Regions from separate parts of the Macaca mulatta genome. Here region 1 is linked to region 2. A link is a contact called in public Hi-C data. All regions are on one chromosome and are shown on one strand. Each heading gives the region's core, a stretch centred on a gene start, on an enhancer-like site or on the middle of the called end of the contact. The rest is flanking DNA. Distances are from core to core; before and after follow the strand shown. Region 1 holds the start of BCAS2 (BCAS2 pre-mRNA processing factor). Region 2 holds the start of DENND2C (DENN domain containing 2C).

Evidence for each region. A called contact is a pair of places that touch in the nucleus more often than the background predicts.
Region 1: a Hi-C map of CD4 T cells shows a contact between it and region 2, with 2.8 times the contacts expected there. The contact joins the promoter of BCAS2 here to the promoter of DENND2C in region 2. A contact is called at or near these places in 2 of 14 Hi-C or Micro-C datasets (CD4 T cells and liver).

What each region holds. Positions count from the first base shown.
Region 1 is chr1:125,669,791-125,674,850 of T2T-MMU8v2.0, forward strand. It overlaps BCAS2 (BCAS2 pre-mRNA processing factor), which reads left to right and starts at 2,740. Exons shown (of 7, transcript XM_015148779.3): 1 at 2,740-2,856; 2 at 2,964-3,056. The coding sequence starts at 2,764.
Region 2 is chr1:125,581,111-125,586,299 of T2T-MMU8v2.0, forward strand. DENND2C (DENN domain containing 2C) reads left to right here and starts at 2,455. Exons shown (of 19, transcript XM_028830192.2): 1 at 2,455-2,575.

The DNA.
Region 1 (5,060 bases), core at 1,490-3,989, 89 kb after region 2:
GGACTTTATATATATATGCCTAGATGAGACTCTTTTTATTGCCCTAGAAATGCTGAAATTTTTGCTCTAATTAAATTAGACTCAAAATATGAACATTCCTTGAACATATACCACTTAGTCATCCAGACCTTTAATATCTAAAGTAGTAGTAGTAGTGATTGGAAAGAGAAATTTTTCAGTGATGGTGCAATGTTGTGTGTGTGTGTGTGTGTGTGTGTGTGTGTGTGTGTGTGTGTGTGTGTTTTAAGACGGAGTTTCGCTCTTTTTGCCCAGGCTGGAGCGCAATGGCACGATCTCGGCTCACTGAGACCTCCGCCTCCTGGGTTCAAGCAATTCTCCTGCCTCAGCCTCCCGTGTAGCTGGAATTATAGGTGCCCACCACCACACCTGGCTAATTTTGTATTTTTTGTAGAGACGGGGTTTCACCATGTTGGCCAAGCTAGTCTCGAACTCCTGACCTCAGGTGATCCACCCACCTTGGCCTCCCAAAGTGCTGGGATTACAGGCATGAGTCAGTGCACCGGGCCTGTTTTTTTTTGTTTGTTTTGTTTTTTCAAATTAATGGGCAAATTCAAGTTCAGATGGTGCACTTTTCATTTATTAATGCTATAGCAAATGTCAGTTTGTTTTCTTCAGTTTCTGCTGATGGTTTCAACTGGCACAGAAAGTATTTATTCAGCCTTACAAAACTGTTAAGTTGTATTGTGATACAGTTTATTGACTTGCACAGTATTTCATTACAACCCATTCAGGTATGCATGAACCTGAAGCAGAACACCATTTAAGACTGGTGCTGTATAATATAATTCCTACAGATGTGGGTCCAGGGAATAGAACTGAGCCTTTTTTTAAATGTTAAGCAGGTTACCCTAATGGGGCTTCTACTAGACATCTCTCCATTTGGTCTCTTCTTACACTGCAACCCAGCGGGAACAGTTAATAATTGGATGTTTATAAAATGGGGGTAAAAGGGTTTACTATGATGGATCCTGGCTATCCCTTTAGGAGGAGACCTTTGCGCTTCAGGAATGCTGTCTTCATCTTTGCAGCCTGAAGCTGCTTCATTTCCTTAGGTCTGTTGTGTTTTGTTTCTGTAAAGTGTTATGAATTCTGGATATTTTTGTAAAAGAATCAAGATTTGTATAAAATGTTGTTTACAGATCTTTTAATGAATAAATACATAAAAACCCCACAGATCCCTTGGAGAATTCTTAAGATGTAAAGATCTTTTATGTCACTTAAATCTACAGCTAGCACATTTACCTAATGGTACTTAAGTAATAAGAATTAGTCTTAGATTGATCAGGCTTAATAATGGAGGTCAACATTTCGAGGCTCTTGGCAGACAAAGCCTGGGTCTAGACCGCACACTGGGCAGGGTATATAGTCTGACAACTTTATTTGGTCTTTAACTGCTTAATCAAAGGGAGGCTGCTTAGTCCAGGAGCCATGAAGAAGACAAAGTGCATGGGCAGCAGCTTGAATGGTTCGGAGACAGGAGTGCCATTCTATTACCGTTTAAGTCCTAAAGCCAAAATGGCAGGATTTTTAAGGAACTGAGGTTCCTTTTGATACTCAGACCATAAAGCTTCACAATTTTAATTGGAGACTGGCGCCCAATTCTAGAGCCTCTTTAAGAATTGTACTTATCCAATGCAAAGGTTTTCAGGGTGGCGAGGGGGGAGGATAGTCGGGGTACAGCAAGGAAGTAAAAGAGGAACGACCCCGGGTGCAGTGGCTTACGCCTGTATTCCCCACATTTTAGGAGGCCTAGGCGAGAGGATAGCTTGAGGCCAGCCTTGGCAACATAGGAAGGCTCCAACTCTACAAAAAAATTTTAAAATGGCCGGGCGCTGTGGCTCAAGCCTATAATCCCAGCACTTTGGGAGGCCGAGGCGGGCGGATCACGAGGTCAGGAGATCGAGATCATCCTGGCTAACACGGTGAAAATACAAAAAATACAAAAAATTAGCCGGGCATGGAGGCGGACGCCTTGTAGTCCCAGCTACTAGGAGGCTGAGGCAGGAGAATGGCGTGAACGCAGGAGGCGGAGCTTGCAGTGAGCCGAGATCGCGCCACTGCACTCCAGCCTGGGCGACAGAGTGAGACTCCGTCTCGAAAAAAAAAAAAAAAAAATTAAAAATTAGCCAGGCGTGGTGGTGTGCACCTCTAGGCCCAGCGGCTCAGGAGGCTGAGGTGGAAGGATCGCTTGGGCCTGGGGGGGTTGAGGCTGCAGTGAACTATGATCGCGCCACTGCACTCCAACCTGGGCAGCAGAACAAGAGCGTGTGTCCATAATAAAAAGAAAGAAGTCCGGCACAGAGGAAGAGAAGATTAAGGGGAGACGGTGGCAGTAAGCAGAGGTGGGAAATCAGTTATCTCTCCCCGTCAAATCCTGCAGCCAGTTCCCTCCGAAAGTGTTAAGGGGCTCCCGTTCCAGATATCAATGTTTTGGAGGAAACGAAAAGCCCTAACTTCAAATCGCCACCATTCGCTGGCAAAAAAAATACAGTAAGCAGAAGACAGGAAATTGAGGCCTTCCGCTGACGCAATGAAGCCAAGACTGACGTCACGTCCGCCCAAAACAAAGCAGCCCGGCAATTTCTAGATACCGGGCGGACCCGCCTTCAAAATTAGCAACTGAGCATGCGCGAACGTCAATATGCCGGGAACGTGATTACATCAGTGTCAGGCGCCGGCGTATCTAAATAGAACTCAGTTTACGCAGACGCAGAAAACGCAGGCAAACCTGAGGTCCTCAGAATGGCGGGCACGGGTTTGGTGGCCGGAGAGGTTGTGGTGGATGCGCTGCCGTATTTTGATCAAGGTTATGAAGCCCCTGGTGTGCGGGAAGCGGTGAGTGCGGGGTGTCTTTGTAGCTGACTCACTGTTCGCTGGCTCGGTACCGAAAGAAACATGTTACAATTTGCCGCTTCTACCCTGGCCCCAATTCTCTTTCTAAGGCTGCAGCGCTGGTGGAGGAGGAAACTCGCAGATACCGACCTACTAAGAACTACCTGAGCTACCTAACAGCCCCGGATTATTCTGCCTTTGAAGTAAGTATGTCTTGAGCCCGGGTATGAACGAGGATTCCTGTGAACCTTTATTTTGGATTGAGAGCTTCAGCTACGTAAAAGTGATTTTTAAATTCCAGTTTTAACCATTGCCTGCATAGGTACCAGTCTGTTGAAAACAGCTAGATAGATAAGTCTTCTCCGAGGTTCTTATTCTAAGATCCATAGGAAGACTTTCTGGGACTCCACGACTCACTTAATGCAAAAATTTGTGGCCACAATTCTTTGAGATAGGATCCATGCGTAAATTCTCAAAGGGACCCTCTCCTGCCAAGAGTCACTCTACAGCAGGTGATCTAGAATTTTTTAGTATGTATAAGCCTAATTACCTAAGCTCTTTAGAACCACTGGAGAGTGGCGTATTAAAGTCTAGTTATTTACCAAACGTTTGTGGTATGACTGAAGGGACAAACCATATCCAAGTGTATACTACTCTTTTCTCAGCCTTCTCCTTTTTTCTATAATCTGTCCGATGTTTTTATTAACACAGTTCTGATTAATGTAGGCAAGAACTTTCCCTGATACGAATACTTTCCAAGTGCTAGGTGCCATTCTAGATTCTGAAATCATAGAGATAAAAATATCTGGGTTTTAAAAAAATATGTATTTTGCTGTATTTTAATTTTTCTTTTCTTTATTTAAGACAAGCATCGTCTCCAAAAAAAGATAGGGTTTCTGAATACAGAAAAATACAATACAATGAGGAGCTAGATATATAAAACAGAAAGTTTACAATAGTATGTATAAATGTGTAATAATATGTAAAGGACCTGTAGTGGAGGTATATATAAGGACAAGAGAATTAGAGAAAGGAGTGCCCATGCTTGCCTAGGGAGTCAGATGCTGTTCTACTGCACACAGTGAGTATGATACTATTTTAAATGTATAACCTTGAAGTACACCCAAGATTCTAGTTAGGGTCTAATTAGCTAAGTGAAATGTAAGTTATTTCTAAATTATTGGATTCAAGTATTTCAATATGTACAGCTTGGAGGTTTTTTTCCCATTATACCTAATCGTTTATTTATGAAAGGATTGTATTATTAAAAGGCAGTACTTAGCTGGGTGTGGTGGCTCACACCTGTAATCCCAGCACTTTAGGAGGCTGAGGTGTGAGGATCACTTGAGACCAGCCTGTGCAACATAGTGAGACCCTTTCTCTACAAAAGAAAAACTAAAAAATTAGCCAAGCATGATGGCATGCACCTGTAGTCCAAGCCACTCAGGAGGCTGAGGTGGAAGGATCACTTGAGCCTGGAAGTTCAAGGCTGCTACAGTGAGCCATGATAATACCATTGCGCTCCAGCCTGGCGACAGACTGAGATCCTGTCTCAGAGGGAAAAAAAAAAAAAAAGATATTATTTACATTAAAGTAACATGAAAAAATAGTTAAGTTTGTTGTTTTTGTTTGAGACGGAGTCTTACTCTGTCACCCAGCCTGGAGTGCAGTGGTGCCATTTCTGCTCACTGCAACCTCCACCTTCCGAGCTCAAGTGATTCTCCTGCCTCAGCCTCGCGAGCAGCTAGGATTACAGGTGCCAGCCACCATGCCTGGCTAATTTTTGTATTTTCAGTAGAGATGGGGTGTCACCACGTTGGCCAGGCTGGTCTTGAACTCCTGGCCTCAAGTGATCCGCCCACCTCATCCTCCCAAAGTGTTGGGATACGGGGTGAACCACCACGCCCTGCCTTGGCTAAGTTTTAAGTAGAAGACATATGTTTCTATGAACGTGTTTTCCTATGCTTTTTCCAAATATTGTTACCTAGGTGTAGATGTTAACCACGTTAAGAACTAAGTACAGTGGCTCACACCTGTAATCCCAGCACCTTGGGAGGCTGAGGCGAGTGGATCACGAGGTCAGGAAATCGAGACCATCCTCTACTAAAAATACAAAAAATTAACTGGGCATGGTGGCGGGTGCCTGTAGTCCCAGCTACTCAGGAGGCTGAGGCAGAAGAATGGCCTGAACCCGGGAGGCGGAGCTT
Region 2 (5,189 bases), core at 1,205-3,704:
AGCTAAACTGGTACATTTTAAATGATTTTGCTTACCAAAGTAAAATGCACATATAACTTTTAAGAAGCATGCATATTACTCAAGGTCAGGTGAAATTCCAAATGGGCAGATGATACTTCCACACATACAACTGTGTTGGCATCTAGTGGCTGGGCTGACATTTCATTCAATTTACTTAATAAACAATTATTGATCAAATAGCTAAATTATCAGGTACTATTCTAAATACCAAAGATATACAGAATAAGACTTCATTCCTATCCTCTAGTTGTCCTCAGCATGAAGTTACAGTGTGGCTATAAGTAAAAAAGAGAATTTTGTGAGATATCTTCAAAAGTTATGAACTTTTTTCTTTTTTATGAGACAGGGTCTTGCTCTGTCACCCAGGCTGGAGTGCGAGTGCGGTGCAGTGGTGTAATCACAGTTCACTGCAGCCTTGGCCTCCCAGGCTCAGGTGATCCTCTTACCTCAGGCTTCCGAGTAGCCAGGACTACAGGCACATGTCACCACACCTGGCTAATTTTTTAATCTTTTATAGAGACACGGTTTCACCATGTTGCCCCGGCTGGTCTCAAACTCCGAGGCTCAAATGATCCACGTGCCTTGGCCTCTCAAAGTACTGGGATTATAGGCACGAGCCACTGCACCCAGCCTGAACTTTCAAATGGAAAAAAAATTGAAAGCAAATTCCTGCATGTTTCTATATTCTATACAGGCAGCCATAAGCATAGGTGTAACCCTGACGGCATGTTTGTACTAGCTCTGGTGTAAGAATCTCTTCCTGATTTCTTAAGTTGAAGTTTTGTTTGTTGAGTATTTGTAAACCCTTTAAAGAACCAGATTTTATTTTACCTTGGCCTCCTCCTCATCAAAATAGTACAAATTGCTACATTAAACACTGTATTCTCAGACTTCAGAGGGCATGAACTACCATTATATATATCTCCATCTTACCCATGAGAGGGCAGTACAATACATACATGTGAATTCATTTATTACATCTATAAATTTGGTTTCATATGTGATACTTGGAATTCAACCTGCCTCATTTTGCCAAATAATCTTCCTGAATGCAGAGGACAAAAAATACATTTCTGGGCTGGGTGCAGCGGCTCGTGTCTGTAATCCCAGCACTTTGGGAGGCTGAGGCAGGAGGATTGCTTGAGCTCAGGAGTTGGAGACCACCCTGGGCAACATAGTGAGACCCTGTCTCTACAAAAAAATAAAAACATTAGCCAGGGGTGGTGGTGCATGCTTATAGTACTAGCTACTTGGGAGGCTGAGGTGGGAGGATTCTTTGAGCCTAGGAGGTTGAGGCTTCAAGTGAGCTATGATTGGGCCACTGCACTCCAGTGTGAGTGACACACAGAGACCCTGTCTCAATAAATAAATAAAAAGATACGTTAGATAAGATTTTTTTTTTTTTTTTTTTTTTTTTTTTGTGGGGGAAGCCCATAAAGATCAGTGTTCAAAATTTACTACAAATAGTATCCACATTTATTTCCTCATTGGGACATGATTTTTTTTAAGTATGTCATTACTTTTTCCCCCCATCATGGAATGTAATTTCTGTTTTACTGTCTACAGGTCATAGTTTCACAGCTGTTTGGGACATGCTGCCTTTATTGTTTGGGTTAAGTTTGCTTGTGACAGTCATCTGTGATACGTAACTAAACACCTCTCTTTCTGGTAGTCTTCTATTTTGGTACCTCTGTGTGAACAAATGTAGGAAGAGTTTGGTCACCAGACCCAAGAGGCTCTGGCTGGGTGGGGTGGGGTGGGGTGGGGCGGGGCGAGGCGAGGTGGGGTGGTTAGCGAGTGCCTGGGAAACAGGCTCAACAGATCCTTGTCCCGCAGCCTCGGTGAAACTGGGTTACAGCTTGCAGTAGGCACAACGCCATGCACATACCTGAGTAAGAGCGTGTTGCAGGCGGAGCGCTTAGGCATGTGTGTCTCAACAGGGCGTGGGGGCTGACCTCACGCACTGGGAGTATCAAGGCACCCCTGTTCTGAGATTCCAAGCCTGAGGTGCTGCGAGAGTTATTTGCTTCTCTTGACGTTTCAAATTGGCACCGTAGTGCAATTGTTTACCCACTGAAGTCAACCTAGGAAAGAATGCTTGGATTCCCTGATTAAGCCAGGCTTTATCTTGTTGAGTAGTTGTGAAGAGTAAACCTTCACATAAAGCGTAGGGCCGTCGCCGTGGGCCCGATGCGACGGCAAGCGAAGGCGATGGAGCTCTGGCTCGAGGGCTCGGCCGGACGACGGTGGCACCGATCGTCCGCCTGCTGGAACTGCAGCGACCGAGGTCCTGGCAAGGTTCTGGCCATTCAGCGGACTTGAGGTGTGGAAGTTCCTCTCACCGCCGGCCGGGGCGGTGTTAGGGGCGGGCGTAGCGGGAGGGGTGGGAATAGAAGCCAATAAGAACTGAGTCTTGCCAAACCGGGCGGGGCTAGGGGTGGGGCTGCAGCCGGGGCGGAGCCTTTGGCAAGGCTTGCGGGGGCGGGACGGAGCGGACCCGAGTGAGACCCAGGAGACTAGCCTGGCCACAGAGACAACGTTGAGGTCCAGACAGGTAGGAGTCGGGGTGATTCGGTGCGGGGTCTCAAGTCGCAGAGGCTTCGGACTCTCGGGGCGGTTGGCATCACCCCTCTGGGCGTCGGACGCGGAGCTGAGGTGCCGCGGTTTAGTCCGCGGAAGGTGCGAGCCGGGCTGGCGGAGGTGGAGTCTCCGAGCCCTGCTGTCTCGGCACCTCCCCGGTCCGGAGGAGCAACCGGGTGTTGGGCCCAGCTTTGGGACGTCCTCTCGTGGCCGCACGGGTTGCCGCGGAGCCTGGCTGAGGACCTCCTCGCTCACCTCAGGGGCTTGGGGACCCCTAGGCGGGGCGCCGCGCTCTGCTGGGGAAGAGGGAGGGAGCGCCCCACAGCCCGGGGAAACGCGGGCTTTCTCCAAGATTAGCTAGTGAGCTTGAACTTCGACATGCTGGGACGATCCACTTCCAAACAATTTTTTGCTTTTTTTTTTTTTTTTTGGTGTTTTGATTCTTAACAGCATCTAATAAGCACAATACCGAAAGTTGTCAAGTATAATTTTAATTTAAAAATCTTACAATGGAACACCTAAGAGCATTTGAGTAACTAGTGCTGTATAGCAGCTGATGATTAGATTATGAGTCAAAAGGCTCAAGTCTAGGGCCAGAACCCACGGAACCAGATGTGATACCTCGGTCAAATTAACTTCCTGGGCCTCCGTTTCCGTAACTATGAAACTGGTAAGTTCATGCCTATGGGCATTCTCAGGGCCAAGTGAGATGAGTGAGAGTATTCTACAAATCTCAGATATTTGAACGTGCGTGTGGAATGTGTATATTCTGTGAAGCAACTGCTAAGGTACATAGTAGGCGCTTTACAAAAGTTTACCCTAAAGCTAGTGATTCTCCTGCAGTGTTTTAGATAAAGTGATAGATCCTTGCTTACTGTGTAAATAAGTTGTTTAAACTTTTCCCACAGTCACCATTGTTTGAGTGTGTTCTATTTTTAAATGATTGATGAAATTTTCTAGAATAGCGCAGTGGTGTTATCTATACACTGTTGCTGAATCATTTACCACGAAGTCTGTAGCAATCAAATAATCTACTTCTTTGCCTTAGCTAAATAGTTGTAGTTTAAAATGCTTGCTAAAGTAAGCTGGGAATATTGCTCCAAATCAAGACTTTCATTTGTTTTTGTGAATTGACGGGCTGCTTATAGGAAGATTTAAATCTTCCAAAATATTGTTAATATATGTTTTTTTCATACAGTCTTTATTATAGACGTTTTTGTTCTTTCCTATGGATATGTGTGCAAGGGATTTTAGCGGGGAGATGGGAAATACAAAAGAAAATGGCAGTTTTGTAACCCGTAGGCTTTTGCTGGGGATACTTGTAGGCCTGTTCTGACTTTGTCAGGCAGAAACCAGGAAATGTAGTAATTATGTGTCTTGGTCTTTCATTAGTTGGTGTGTGTGTGTGTGTGTTGAATGTGGCAGTGCGTTTTTTAAATGCAGGAATAAAGGAAGAATATTCATTTTTCTTATTGAAAATAAGCAGCTTTCTAAAGCTGGAAATTATATTGCGTTTAAATGATCTGTAGTGAGTCTTAAGTTATAGGCAAGATTTTTAGGTCACTGGATACCAAGATCAAATTAAATGAAGTAGTAGAGGGAAAGTTACTAGTGAATGTGATTTTTGTGTATGTTGCTTTAGAAGTTTTACTTAAACATGTTTCAACAATTCAGTGGAGGATGGGTCTTTTGAAACTACTTTAAAACATGAGTTTTAAACATGTACTCCATGTATAAATTTTTCTGTGATTTTACAATTTGTTGATCTTGGAAGTCTGAAACCTTACATTCACATTGTTTTTTGAGGGCCTACTATGCAATAGGCACAAGATTATATTTATGTAAGAGCAGTATGTAATTCTTTTCATCTAGGAGATTCCATTCTACCAAGTGAGCTAAAATAAGTACCGAAAAAACAAAAGCTGTTTTTAAAGCGGATGGTGACAATAACGACATCGACTAACATTCATTGATACCTACTCTGTGCCAGACAGTATTCTAAATTCTTTACATGTATTAGCTTATTTAATCCTCACAACAGCACCATGAGGGATGTTAATTATGAGCATCTCGTTAAGAGGCATAGAGAGGTTGAGTAACTTGCCCGTGATTAGACAACCTAGATAGCGAAGGTAGAATTCAAATCAGTCATACTCCAAGGACCTGGTTGTAACCTTTGCACTATACTGAGTTTCAAATTCTGTGAGTGAGATACAAATGACATCTAATAGGTATTTTAAAAAGAGGTCTATAAAAAACTATTTCAAAAAGAAGGAAAGAAAGAGGAAAAAATAAACTGGTATTGCAATATATAGATGAAGGCATGTCCAAGATACTATTTAATTACAGTTTGTATGTAGGAACCCTTTTTTTTGTTGTTGCCAGTGAATGACATGGTGTTGATTCTAAGCTCTCAGTCCCTCAGTAACAACAGTTATGGCATTATCTTAACAATATGAGGTGCTTATTTTTCATTAAAAAGCACCTCATAACTTCTTTCGTTAAGAAGTTAAAAATATCTGTTCTCAGACTGTAAGTTAAGTGTTAGATTCAAGAAAAGAAAATGCTTCCCTATCTTCAAGAAGCTT